Regions from separate parts of the Danio rerio genome. Here region 2 is linked to region 1. A link is a contact called in public Micro-C data. All regions are on one chromosome and are shown on one strand. Each heading gives the region's core, a stretch centred on a gene start, on an enhancer-like site or on the middle of the called end of the contact. The rest is flanking DNA. Distances are from core to core; before and after follow the strand shown. Region 1 overlaps mical2a (microtubule associated monooxygenase, calponin and LIM domain containing 2a). Region 2 overlaps mical2a (microtubule associated monooxygenase, calponin and LIM domain containing 2a).

Region 1 (6,067 bases), core at 2,203-4,702:
TTCAGGGCGTGTCAGGACGCGTTTTTGCTAATTTAACGACGGGAAATCTGCCTTGCACCGCGGCGCATGTTCTAAAAGGGTTGAGTTTATTTTCTTAATGAGTTATAGGTGTGTTTTGAGAATAAACCAATTAGAATCTTATCTCCCATTACCTTTAAGCTGCGTCACGCCAAGAGCGCATTCGCCATTTACAGGATGCAAAGTAAATCTAAGTGGAAAAAATGAGCATTTCACAAGCAAACAGTTAACAGTTTTTTAATAGAAAACTGTTAAACAGAGCATCTACTGCGTGAGAATGAGAGATAATGGATCACTTTCACTTTCGCTCTTGGATAGGGAAACCTTTACGCACAGACATCAATTAGTCTATAAATAAATACTTTTGTTTGTTAAGCGCAAATATTCGTTTCAAAACTATTTCTAAATTCAGTTTTAATTTCCAGCAAACGAATTTATTAACAATATTAACAAAATGTGCTCAAAAACCTGAGTTATATCCTAAAACACATGCTGTGCCCCATATGGTCTAAAACCTTACAGGTGGGCAAATCTAAGCTTGTTTTTAATAAAACAAATATAAATATGGATATAATAAATAATACTGCTAATAATAATAACATTATACAAAAGCAAATTGTTATGAATGAACTGAAAAAGCCTCCCGAGATGAAGAAGACATAAAAGCAGTGATTTTTCATATTTATGTAGGCTAGAAAATAATATGTTTTGTAATATTTTAATCCTTTATATTTATATCCTATATCTATTCTTATTATATCCTATATATATCCTTAATATTTAATTTTTTTTCATATGTAAAGATATTTGCCTATTGCTCTCTTGTGCGTATTAAGCAGTGCGTAAGCGTGGCGCAACTCTGCGCCGGAGTTTAGACCGGGTTAGTTTTGGTCTAATGAAAAATCTATTATAGATTCTCAAAATAGCAACGCGCCAGCGGTCTGCCTCAGAACGCCTTCCTTTTTAGACCAGAACACCTATGGGCGCACAAATGAGCGCTAATGCATTTGCTATTTAAATAGCGTAGCGCAACGCCTCAAAACGACTCTTGCGCCAAGCTGGAACTACCAAAAGACTATTGCGCCACGCCTTGCGCCACACTGCGTCGGGTGTATGATAGGGCCCTTGATGATAAAGGTTCGAGACACCCTGGAGTACTTTTTGTTGAGATTATGAATAGTTGAATTCTAATGTCACCACTTTACTTTGCATTAGCAACCAGGACGCATTTAAAGTCATGTTAAGTCTATTCAAAATGTAGCATTATAACCAGCAGTAGAACTACTGTACACATAGGGCGAATATTATTAGTGCTGTTTTACCATATGTTTGAGAAATAACAACAATAATACGCTAATCATATTAACCTTTATTTTACAGCTACAGAATCATGAGAAAATCGGGATGTTGATTTTAAAGGGCACCCATGGTGAAAAATCTACTTTTCAAGCAGTTTGGACAGACATGTGTGTAGGTATAGCGTATAGACCGCCATATTGGGGTGATATAAACACACCCAGTACTTTTTTTTTTTAATTTAACAACATAAAAACAGTGGATCAAATGGAGTGGTTTTCAGACTGACTTCAACTTGATGTAGGAGTGCGGTCCCCCCGCCAACAGAATTGATTGACAGCTACGTATTAACATGTCCCGGTAGTCACCTGTATAATCATATCAACAAGACAGGACGTGTGCAAAGCAACCGGGAATGAAAGGTCTGTTCAGTTTGCTAGGATCATTAATCATCATCAAATGTGATCAAGAGTAAGTTTCACATGTTTAAAATGTTTTAAAACAGAGCATGTGTGAAATGAAGTACAGCGATTTACTTCAGCTTTACTTTATCACCATAGCCGCGTGTCAGGACAATTATAAAATTAGACACTTCCATCCCGGTTTGTGGAGGTTAAATCAGGTTTATTTTGTCCATTAACATAACAGATATCCATACAGCAGTGGAGATTAACCTGTATCCTGTCACATTTGCGCTGCGCTGTGTATGTGTGTGTGTGTGTATCTGTGTGTGGGCTTGAACTTTGTAATGACGTTGTGGGTGACTCATTGTTGCAACTCCACAACAAATGCATTAAATACTCATTGGTAAAGTTCCTACTGTAGTATTTCTCACAAACGCTACGTGAGATCTGCTTCCTTTATGTCTGTCTGTTGTCTGAATCAGCCGAGGGAGGAGATTAAGGCACGCAGAAAGGCATGTAGAAACGGTGAGCGAAGAGGACTAGCCTTAAAGGCGCAGTACAGCAAAACAGCTACCTGATGCTAAAAGGTATAAAAGAGAAACTTGTAAAAGGTATAATAAAAAATCTGATGGGTGTTTTGAGCTGAAACTTTAGACACATTCTGGAGACACAAAAGACTTATATTAAATCTGAAAAAAGCGGTAACCTAGGTGCCCTTTAAGCAAGAAAATGGTGATTCTCATTTTAGCCCTAGTAAATAATGAGGTAAATTTCATTTTTTGTATGAATTGCTTTTTTGTTTTTCATTAAATGAAACAGAAGTTGATATCGTTGTTTTTTTTTTCTTATTATGACGTACATCTGAGTGAAACGGTTTTTAAAATGAAAATAAGACCAAAAAGTAGGCCGTTTTTTTTTTTTTTACTTTTGTCCTTTAGGAATAAATTGTATTATTGGACGTTAGGCGTTGCAAACTAAATGAAGTCAGATTTACCAGTTTTTCAGTATGCATATAAATCCATTTAAATATATTTCAGTCCAACTTAAGTGGGTCAGAAAAGTTCAACTAACTATTTAACAAGTTTAAACAATTATACATCTTCATTTTATTTGAAATTAAATGCAGTAACTGTAAGTATCTGGATATACGTTACATTCAGTTAGAAGTACCCAAATTATATATTTTTCTGTGGAACACTCTCACACACTAGGATATTCTGGAGAATGCTTGAAATCAAGCAGTTTTGGTTCCCATTTACTTCCATTGTTTTTCCTCCAAACAAATCTTATACAAATAAGTCAGTATGCACTGAATCTGTTCGGTCACCGACTTATTTAAAACATCTGCTTGTATGTTCAACACAAGAATGAAAGTCATCAGATCTTGAACATACATTACAGTAAATGATGACAGAATTCTCATTTTTGTGTAAACAATCCTTTCAAGCATCCCAAACTATTAAAGAGAAATATTGGAGCAATATTTTATTTTCCTTTATTTGGCGGACAGTAGCAGGGTGGAGCAATAGCACAATAAATACAAATTAATATTGAAATATGTCACCCAGAATCACTTTTGAGGGTCTGTTCTTGCTGTAAGGGAACCTTGGGTTGTTTTAAATGAAAATATTCGTCTAAATGGAAACGTTTTTCTAACAGCCACATATTTCGACAAGACCAGGTACTGTTATTCATGTAAGCGTTATGCAATCTTGCCCGGCGCGCTACACATTCCAAAAACATGTAGTCACAGCAAGTCACTCAACAGTTGAGCCAACCAATGTCAAAAGTGTACAGCTTGACTTCAAGCTAAATAATCCAAGACTGTCTAACAAATACAAGTCAGGCCCTCCAGGATTTAACATTTTTGTGATCGCTGAATTTAACGCATATACAAGCAAGAGTTTGTTTTTTAGAGAAATTTTTTTCAGTTGCCGCAGATTTCCTGCATATTTCGGCCAATCAAGAGACAGTTCAAAGTCACCCTTTACCACATAGTGCCATGTGCATAATTGCATATTCATTCATTCATTCATTCATTCATTCATTCATTCATTCATTCATTCATTCATTCATTCATTCATTCATTTTCTTTTCGCCTAAGTCCCTGTAATAATCAGGAATGAACAGCCAACTTATCCAGCAAATGTTTTACACAGTGGATGCCCTCCCAGCTGCAACCCATCACTGGGAAACACCCATACTCACACATACACCACGGACAATTTAGCTTACTCAATTCACCAGTACCACATGTTTTTGAACTTGTGGGAGAAACCGGAGCACCCGGAGGAAACCCACGCGAACACTGGGAGAACATGCCACACAGAAATACCAACTAACCCAGCCAGGGCTCGAACCAGCGACCTTCTTGTGAGGTGAACGTGCTACCCCCTGCGCCACCGTTCAGCCCCAAAACAAAACTATACAAAAAAAAACAAAACAAAGAAAATGTATACAAAAGAAAACAAAAATAAAATTAAATTCAAATTAAATTAAATTAAACAAACAAAAAAATATGTCAAATAAATTAAAACTAAATAAAAATGAATGAATAGAATAATAAATAAAATAAAATAAAATACAGTTAAATTAAAACAAAACAAAATTAAATGAAACAAAACACTACCAAAAACAAAACTACATTAAACTAAAATAAAGTTAAATTAAACACTGTATTTGCAAAGAAATGTGGCTGGTGACTTGAGGATTTGTAACGTTTATTTATTTTTTTATTTTTTATATATAATAGAAATTATGAATATTATTATTTTTATTACTACAACAGCTGTTACCTCTACTATTTAATCTGAAACAAATATTACAAAATGAACATTCAAGTTTTTGGTTTCCTTTCTCTTTCCTCTCTCTTACGCTAAAATTCTTTATAGTTTATGCGTCTGTCATCATAAGCGTAGCCTTCACTCTCTCTTTCTCCCACTCATAGTGCGCACACATCATTTCCATCAACATGTTCATGAAGCCATCAAAACACAGCCGACTTAGCATTCATTGCCAAATAAATTGCTTTCATTTTCAAATATTAGATAGCAGGCTTTAGGGGTAAACTCTGTTCTTTTAATTTAAGAATATTACAGGGATCAATGATTCTCAAGGTTAAAAAAATTAATCATACTGTAAATTAAGTTTTGTGCATATTTTCACTGCAAAAACAATAATAAAAAAATGCTGCAAAAAAATCAACAAAATCCGACATTTTAGTTGCAAACATCTGGATTTTGCTATCCAAAAAATAAAAATTAACTTAAAACTTGAGAATTTAGCTTGAACCATGAGGTACTCAAGCATTATGCAATCTTGCCCAGCTCATTATGCAATATAAAAACATATAGTTAGAGCAAGTCGATAATTAAACCAACCTCTAATGTCAGTTAACCTCCAATCCTCTAATGTAAGTTTACGTGACTTCAAACAAATTAATCCAAGATTTCACAGATCCACAAGTATCGCCTCAAGGTCACATTACAAGGTCGCTGCAATCACACAGTCTGAATTTAGAAAGCTCTCGTGTTTTTATCAGCCTGCAGTCACTGCTGTTGAAGAGAGAGCGAGAGATTGCTAATGGTCTGGAGAAGCTTACGCAATGTTGTTCTTTCGTAGATGACCAAAGCGGACACATATGGAAACACACTGCCGGCTGGGACCTATGAGATCTGTTTCTAATTATCACGATCAGCTAATTGTTTCTCAGTTTCTCTGATCTTTAGAAAGCTTGTGAAATGAGATAGCGGAGCCGCGTGCTAGCGAGCCGACGCTATGCATGCTATGTAGTCATAAAATGACAGGAGGGAAGAGTAGAAGTGGATCAGAACACTTTTCCGCAGGCATTAAAAAGGCATTAACGGCTCTGCAGGTGTTGTTTGGTTGTCAAGGAAACGGCTATCATAGCGAATACATCATCATGTCTTTCTGAAATAACAGAATGACCCTGAAAACCTTAGAGAGAGAGGGAGCCAAAGAAAATGCTGGACGACAGACGAACAGATTAGCCAAAAAGAGTAAAAATAACATTTCAATACTAAGCTTCATTATAAGAGTGACACAGTGGCTCAGTGGTTAGCACTGTAGCCTCATAGCAAGAAAGTCGCTGGTGCATGTCCCAGCTGGGTCAGTTGGCATTTCTTTGTGGAGTTTGCATGTTCTCCTTGTGCTGATGTGGGTTTTCTCCAGGTGCTCCGGTTTTCCCCACAGTCCAAAGACATGCGCTATAGGTGAATTGAATAAACTAAATTGGTCGTACTATTTGTGTGTGAATGAGTGTGTATGGATGTTTCCCAGTACTGGGTTGCGGCTGGACATCTGGTGTGTAAAACATATGCTGAAATAGT
Region 2 (6,067 bases), core at 2,442-4,941, 39 kb before region 1:
AGCTTTTCCTCAACACTGAAAGATCAATTAAAACGCCTACTGGCCTCCTGAGCGTCCCAGCTCCCTTTATAGGACTAAAAAAGCCATACAAAAGTCTTGATCCTTCTCACATTCCCACCAAAGCTCATAAAAGATTTGTGAAAACATTTATTCCAAATAGAACAACTGAATAGCACCTAATATGTTTTCACTGGCCAGGACGCTTTGTGAGTTGTGATTCCGCTGGTATGCATTGACTATATTTACTCTTTTGAAGTCTGACCGTATTCGAGTATGTCCTCAGTTGACCCACATCTGTTCTGCAGGACAGATTATTACCCAATTATGGTGGCGCAGGGGCGTAGGGAATGAATTACTCAGTATGCGATGATATCTGCAAAGACTGCAGGTGCATGAAATGACGCTCAGTGATCAGAAGCGCAGCGCATGCAACAGCAGCTGAGTGAGGAAAGCCTATATAGTCACCTGATCAGGAGCGGAGGCCTCGCCAGAGAACAGAGCGCTCAAATGCACAGCCTTCTCCTTTATGCTTTTTTTGTGAAACTCCCTGGCCTTTTGAGTCTGGGCTTTCCTCTGAGTGAGGCCAGCAGAAAGAGAAACAGCAAGAAAAAGAAAGTGGAAGAGAAGACAGACTTCAGGAAAATTGTTGTTAGATCACTATCTGCTAATCTGTTTGACATTTAGTTACTCATAATTAGGGCTATTAATAGAATTGCAATAATTATCATCTTTTTTATGTTTGATTAAACACAGATTTTGAGTTTGCCTCTAAATAGACATACAGTTGAAGTCAGAATTATTAGCCCTTTATTAGCTTTATTAGCCCTTACAGTGCATCTGGAAAGTATTCATAGCGCTTCAGTTTTTCCCACATTTTTTTTTTTATGTTACAGCCGTATACCAAAATGGATTAAGTTAATTTATTTCCTCCAAATTTAACACACAATGCCCCACAGAGTGAAATATTTTTTGAAATTGTTGCAAATTTATTTAAAAATAAAAAACCTGAAAAATCACATGTACATCAGTATTCACAGTCTTTGCCGTGAAGCTCTAAATTGAGATCAGGTACATTCTGTTTCCACTGATCATTCTTGAGATGTTTTAAGCAGCTGAACTGGAGTTTACCTGTGGTAAATTTAGACATGATTTGAAAATGCATACACCTTTTGACAGGGTTGACAGTGCATTTCAAAGCACAAACCAAGCATGAAGACAGGATTTTCTCGAGGCACAAGGCTGGGGAAGGTTACAGAAAAATTTCTGCTGCTCTGAAAGTTCCAATGAGCACAGTGGCCTCCATTATCCATAAGTGGAAGATGTTTGGAACCACCAGAAATTTTCCTAGAGCTGGCCGGCCATCTAAGCTGAGCAATCGGGGTAGAAGGGTCTTAGTCACTTAGTCACTTAGATGGTAACTCTGCCTGAGCTCCAGCGTTCTTCTTACGGAACCTTATGGAAGAACAACCATCAGTGCAGCAATCCACCAATCAGGCCTGTATGGTACAGTGGCCAGACTGAAGTCACTCCCCACCTGGAATTTGCCAAGAGGCATATGAAGGACTCTCAGACCATAAGAAACTAAATTCTCTGGTCTGATGAGACTAAAACTAAACTCTTTGGAGTGAATGTCAGGCGTTATGTTTGGAGAAAACCAGACACCGCTCATTACCAGGCTAATACCATTCCTACAGTGAAGCATAGTGGTGGCAGCATCTTGCTGTAGGGATGTTTTTCAGCAGCAGGAACTGGAAGACTAGTCAGGATAGAGGGAAAGATGAATGCAGCAATGTACAGAGACATCCTGAATGAAAACCTGCTTCAGAGTGCTTTTGACCTCAGACTGCGCAACGGTTCATCTTCCAGCAGGACAATGACTCAAAGCACACCGCCATAATATCAACAGAGTGGCTTTGCAACAACTCTAGGAATGTCCTTGAGTGGTCCAGCCAGAGCCCAGATCTAAATCCTATTGAACATCTCTAGAGATATCTGAAAATGCAACCCAGGCTCATTCTGAAAACGTAGTCCAGCGGACATTTCTGGAGACCGCGAAATAAGTCCTGGGAGGTACGTATGGCTGCATTTCATTTTTTTAAGCAAACACTACGGGGTGGTGTGACGCCGTTCCCTTTCGCGCTTGCCAGCTGACTGCTTACCTCCATGTGGAGGGCTTTCCCGCTGCAGTCAGTTTGTCCGGTCAGCTCATCGTGTGCTTCGGCGGACTTCAGATGCAGAGAGGATGAGTTGACAAAGGCACCCGGGTTCGAGTTCAGGGAAGAGCGGTTCCAGAAACCAGGCAAGACAAAAACAGAATCCAAAAAATAAAGCGAACGAGTTGAGGTGAAAACACGGTAAAAAAAAAAAAAAAAAAACAGATGAGGGTTTTTCTTTTTCTAGACGGCTTTTCTAAATTGTTGCTCAGGTTTAGGGAAGTGAGCGGGCGGGCGGGTCAATCGGTAAAACTGGGAAGGAGGAGGGTGGGTCAGCCGATTGGCCGGTCACGCAGTCAATCATTTGGTCAGTCAGATAGTGGCCTTTAGTGGGTTGACGCGAGAACAGCGCGGGCGCGAACGGCACTCGCGAGAGACGTTTGAGATACGAAAAAAGCGCGCACAGTGGCCTCTCGCGGATTCGCAAAAACAAAAACTGCACAAATACGTACCTCCCGGGACGTATTTCGCGGTCTCCAGAAACGTCCGCTGTATTAAGAAAGTATTGTGATTTTTTAGGGCTTTTTATTTTAATAAATTTGCAACAATTTCAGAAAATCTTTTTTCATATTGTCATTATGGGGTATTGTGTGTAGAATTTTGAGGAAATAAATTAATTTAATCCATTTTGGAATAAGGCTGTAACAACAACAACAAAAAAAAGCGCTATGAATACTTTCAGAATGCACTATATATGCATTCAGTTTTTATATTAATTTCAGTAATATTATTGAACAATATGAATATTTATTAATAATTATTTAATAATTCATGTAAAATACACTTTGCAAAGTAATATTTTTTAGCCTTTTGGTAGATATATTGGTAGCGCTTTAGTTTAGGTCACAATTCATGCTATTAACTACTGGCTTGTTACCTGTCTCTTATTAACATATTAACTGCTCATTAGTTATGAAGTATGATTTTATTCTGCATCCCTAATCCTACCTAAAACCTAAACTCAACTCCTACCTTACTACAACTAATAAACAGCTAATTTTATTATTTATTATTTACTTTATTAAACTAATAGTGTTAGTTAATGATTTGTTAATGCAGCGAATTGTGGCCTAAACAAAAGTGTTACTGATATATTATATGAGAGACTTACTGTAGCTTTGTTTAAGTTTCTAGTTTCTCTCAAAGTCATTCCACATATATTCGCAGATTTTATTTTTAAATTCTGCGCAGAAATATCTAAACATAACCCACCACTAGTGCTAAACTTGTCTCTGTCTTTAACCATGCTTCATAAACCCTGAATATGATAAGTACATTCTGTAGCAATTATTCCTTTTTTAATGTGAATACATAGCTGTTAAAGACGCTAAATATAATTCAGGACCTCCAGCAAAAGGCCAGAAAGAGGTTGGTGGTGTTTCACCTGGCTGATCTCTTCTTCCACCCTCTGGAGGCGCTGGAGCATCGCGGTCACAGCCAGCACTGCTGTGCGGCTTCCTGAGCTCTCTGTGTCTGACTCTGTGTGAGGTGGTTGAGCATGTGTGTGTGTGTGTGACGGGTGAAGTGGTTTCCTCCGTGGATTCAGAGGACTGGAATGAAGCGAGAGGAACAGAGGATCTGAAGACTCATCGCTGTGTTGCACAAGGGCAATGGATGGAAACTGTGAACACACAGCACATATGGACACTACTGCTGTACACAGACATACTTTGGGAACTTTAGGGTGTGTTTATAGTGAGGTAAAGATTTACACAGTGGCATTTAGCTCAGCTATTGTAATGCCTGGCATATTACTCTGTTTTAAATTTTTGAAATAATAATGATAAAACTGGCGGTGAAAAGTTTGATTGAAATAAACATTAAATTAGTTTTTTTTTCCTCTAAACAAAGCAAAATGTCTTTGATCAAACATAAGATTAAATCGATATATTCTGATTTATATCATGTTTGTTTTGTTAGCATCATTTATTTCTGTGATGTCAAAACTGATTTCTCAGCTGTCATTACTTAATTACATGATGTCATTATATTGACCTTTCAACAATTATTAATGTGACTTAGCTGAATAAAAGAACTGAATAAACATCCAACCAACCATTTATACTTCTGAAAGATATTGCATTATGATTTACTGAAAAAATAAAAGTCTGGGTAAAGAGAGTTCTGAGAATTATAAACGGTAGAAATGTATTGCTGAAATGCATTACAAAGACTCTTTGTAATATTTTTTGGGCAGGGCTGAGATGTGGCTCGATGATGCAATAAATCCACTGAGAATGGCCCAGTTCCAACACTATTATAACTGCAACACATACTGGCTTATTGGGAATATGTGCCCAGGGCTCCATTTTTGGGAATTTTGATTCATATACCTGGGGCTACATTGCTGCATTTTGTGTACAAGTTTTTTTTCGCACTACTGCTGACTGCTTACTTCTGTATGGACTGCTCTTCCGGTGTGACCAGTTTGCTCGGTAGCTCGCCTTGTACGGCGTTGAGGTTTGAGTTTGACAAAGAACGGTTCTAAAAACAAGTAAAACAAAACCAAAAAAGGAGCGTGAATTTGTGGTGTTTTTTTTTTCTCTTCTAGTTCATTCATTTTCCTTCAGCTTAGTCCCTTATTTATCAGGGATCGCCACAGAGAAATGAACCACCAACTATTCCAGCATGTTTTCCAACCATGTTTTACGCAGCAGATGCCCTTCCAGATGCAACCCAGTACTGGGAAACATCCATACACACTCATTCACCCGCACACTGATACACTACGTTCAGTTTAGTTTATTCAATTCACCTATACCACATGTCTTTGGTTTGTGGCGGAAACTGAAGCACCCCGAGGAAACCCACAACAACACGGGAAGAACATGCCAACTCCGTACAAAAATGCCAACCTGCCCTTCTCTTGCTAGTTTGCCTTTAAATACACTATTGGTTGGGTTTAGGGAAGGGGTGGGTGGGTTAGTAGATTGCAAGCTAATATATGCATCCTGACAAATCAACCGGCTTCTCTCAAAGACACGCACAAGAAGGATGTTCATACTCGCAGAAATGTACACAGTGGCCTCTGGTGGATTTTATGAGCGGTGCATTCGTGGTAACGTATTTAAGATTGTTAAAAGTGTATACAGCAGCCTCCAGTGGATTTGTGAAAACAAAAACTGCAAGGAGACATAGCCCTGGGCACATATTTTGTGGTTCCCAAAAATGTAGTCCTCAGCACGTATCTTCAATAAGCCTGGATTGAATAACTACTACATAATATCATTACTGGTTCAACCCCTTAATCCTGTCACTGTCTGTTACTACAGTCTAGGGTTGTCAAAAGTATTGACTTCGGTAGTGCTGAGTGCAGTTGAGCATGTTCTTAAACACCACTGATTGGCCATTGTGTTCATATGATAAAGACTGGTTAACCGATGACCTTCAAGGGCAATCATTTCAGAGCATGTGAACACAGGGCTGGGCAATAAAATCTGTGTTGATATTTATTGACCGAACACCATTGTCAATATGGATAATTAAAAAAAAAAATTCTGTATGTAGTTTCGCTATGAAGTGCTATAGTTTTATAAAAATGTGGCTGCTAAGCGCGCGCCTTGAAGCGTTGCCAATAAGCTAAAGTGTCAGTTTGTCTTTTCTAATGGAGACACGCAACTTTTCCGAATGCCCCTAGCGCACTAGAATTCATGTTGAACAAACTAATCTGGTTTCCACTTTGCATGGAATACACACATTTTAGTGATAATGGTAAACAGTGCATCTAAACACTGCAGTACTTTTTAATTCTCTCTATAAACTTGTATCGAAACTGCAGCAATGCTTTGTTAATTTGTCATCTTCCGAGAAAACGCTTGATTGTTGCCTAGCTACAAGAGATGCCAGTTGAGCAT

What was found. Hi-C and Micro-C count contacts between places; a contact is called where the count stands out from the background.
Region 2: a contact with region 1 is called in a Micro-C map of caudal fin, with 1.8 times the contacts expected there. The contact joins two enhancer-like sites. A contact is called at or near these places in 2 of 18 Hi-C or Micro-C datasets (caudal fin and an unstated tissue).

Annotation. Positions count from the first base shown.
Region 1 is chr7:70,994,451-71,000,517 of GRCz12tu, reverse strand. All of the region lies in intron 4 of mical2a (microtubule associated monooxygenase, calponin and LIM domain containing 2a), which reads right to left. Among named protein-coding and RNA genes, the nearest start is that of mical2a, 67 kb to the right of the region's middle. Within about 2 kb of position 3,452, at least 3 of the 62 cell types and tissues checked have an H3K27ac peak or open chromatin away from gene starts, as enhancers often do. A contact at or near this core is called in caudal fin, where this site is marked.
Region 2 is chr7:71,033,790-71,039,856 of GRCz12tu, reverse strand. It overlaps mical2a (microtubule associated monooxygenase, calponin and LIM domain containing 2a), which reads right to left. Exons shown (of 29, transcript XR_012382810.1): 18 at 3,598-3,834; 19 at 466-573. Among named protein-coding and RNA genes, the nearest start is that of parvab, 65 kb to the left of the region's middle. Within about 2 kb of position 3,691, at least 19 of the 62 cell types and tissues checked have an H3K27ac peak or open chromatin away from gene starts, as enhancers often do. A contact at or near this core is called in caudal fin, where this site is marked.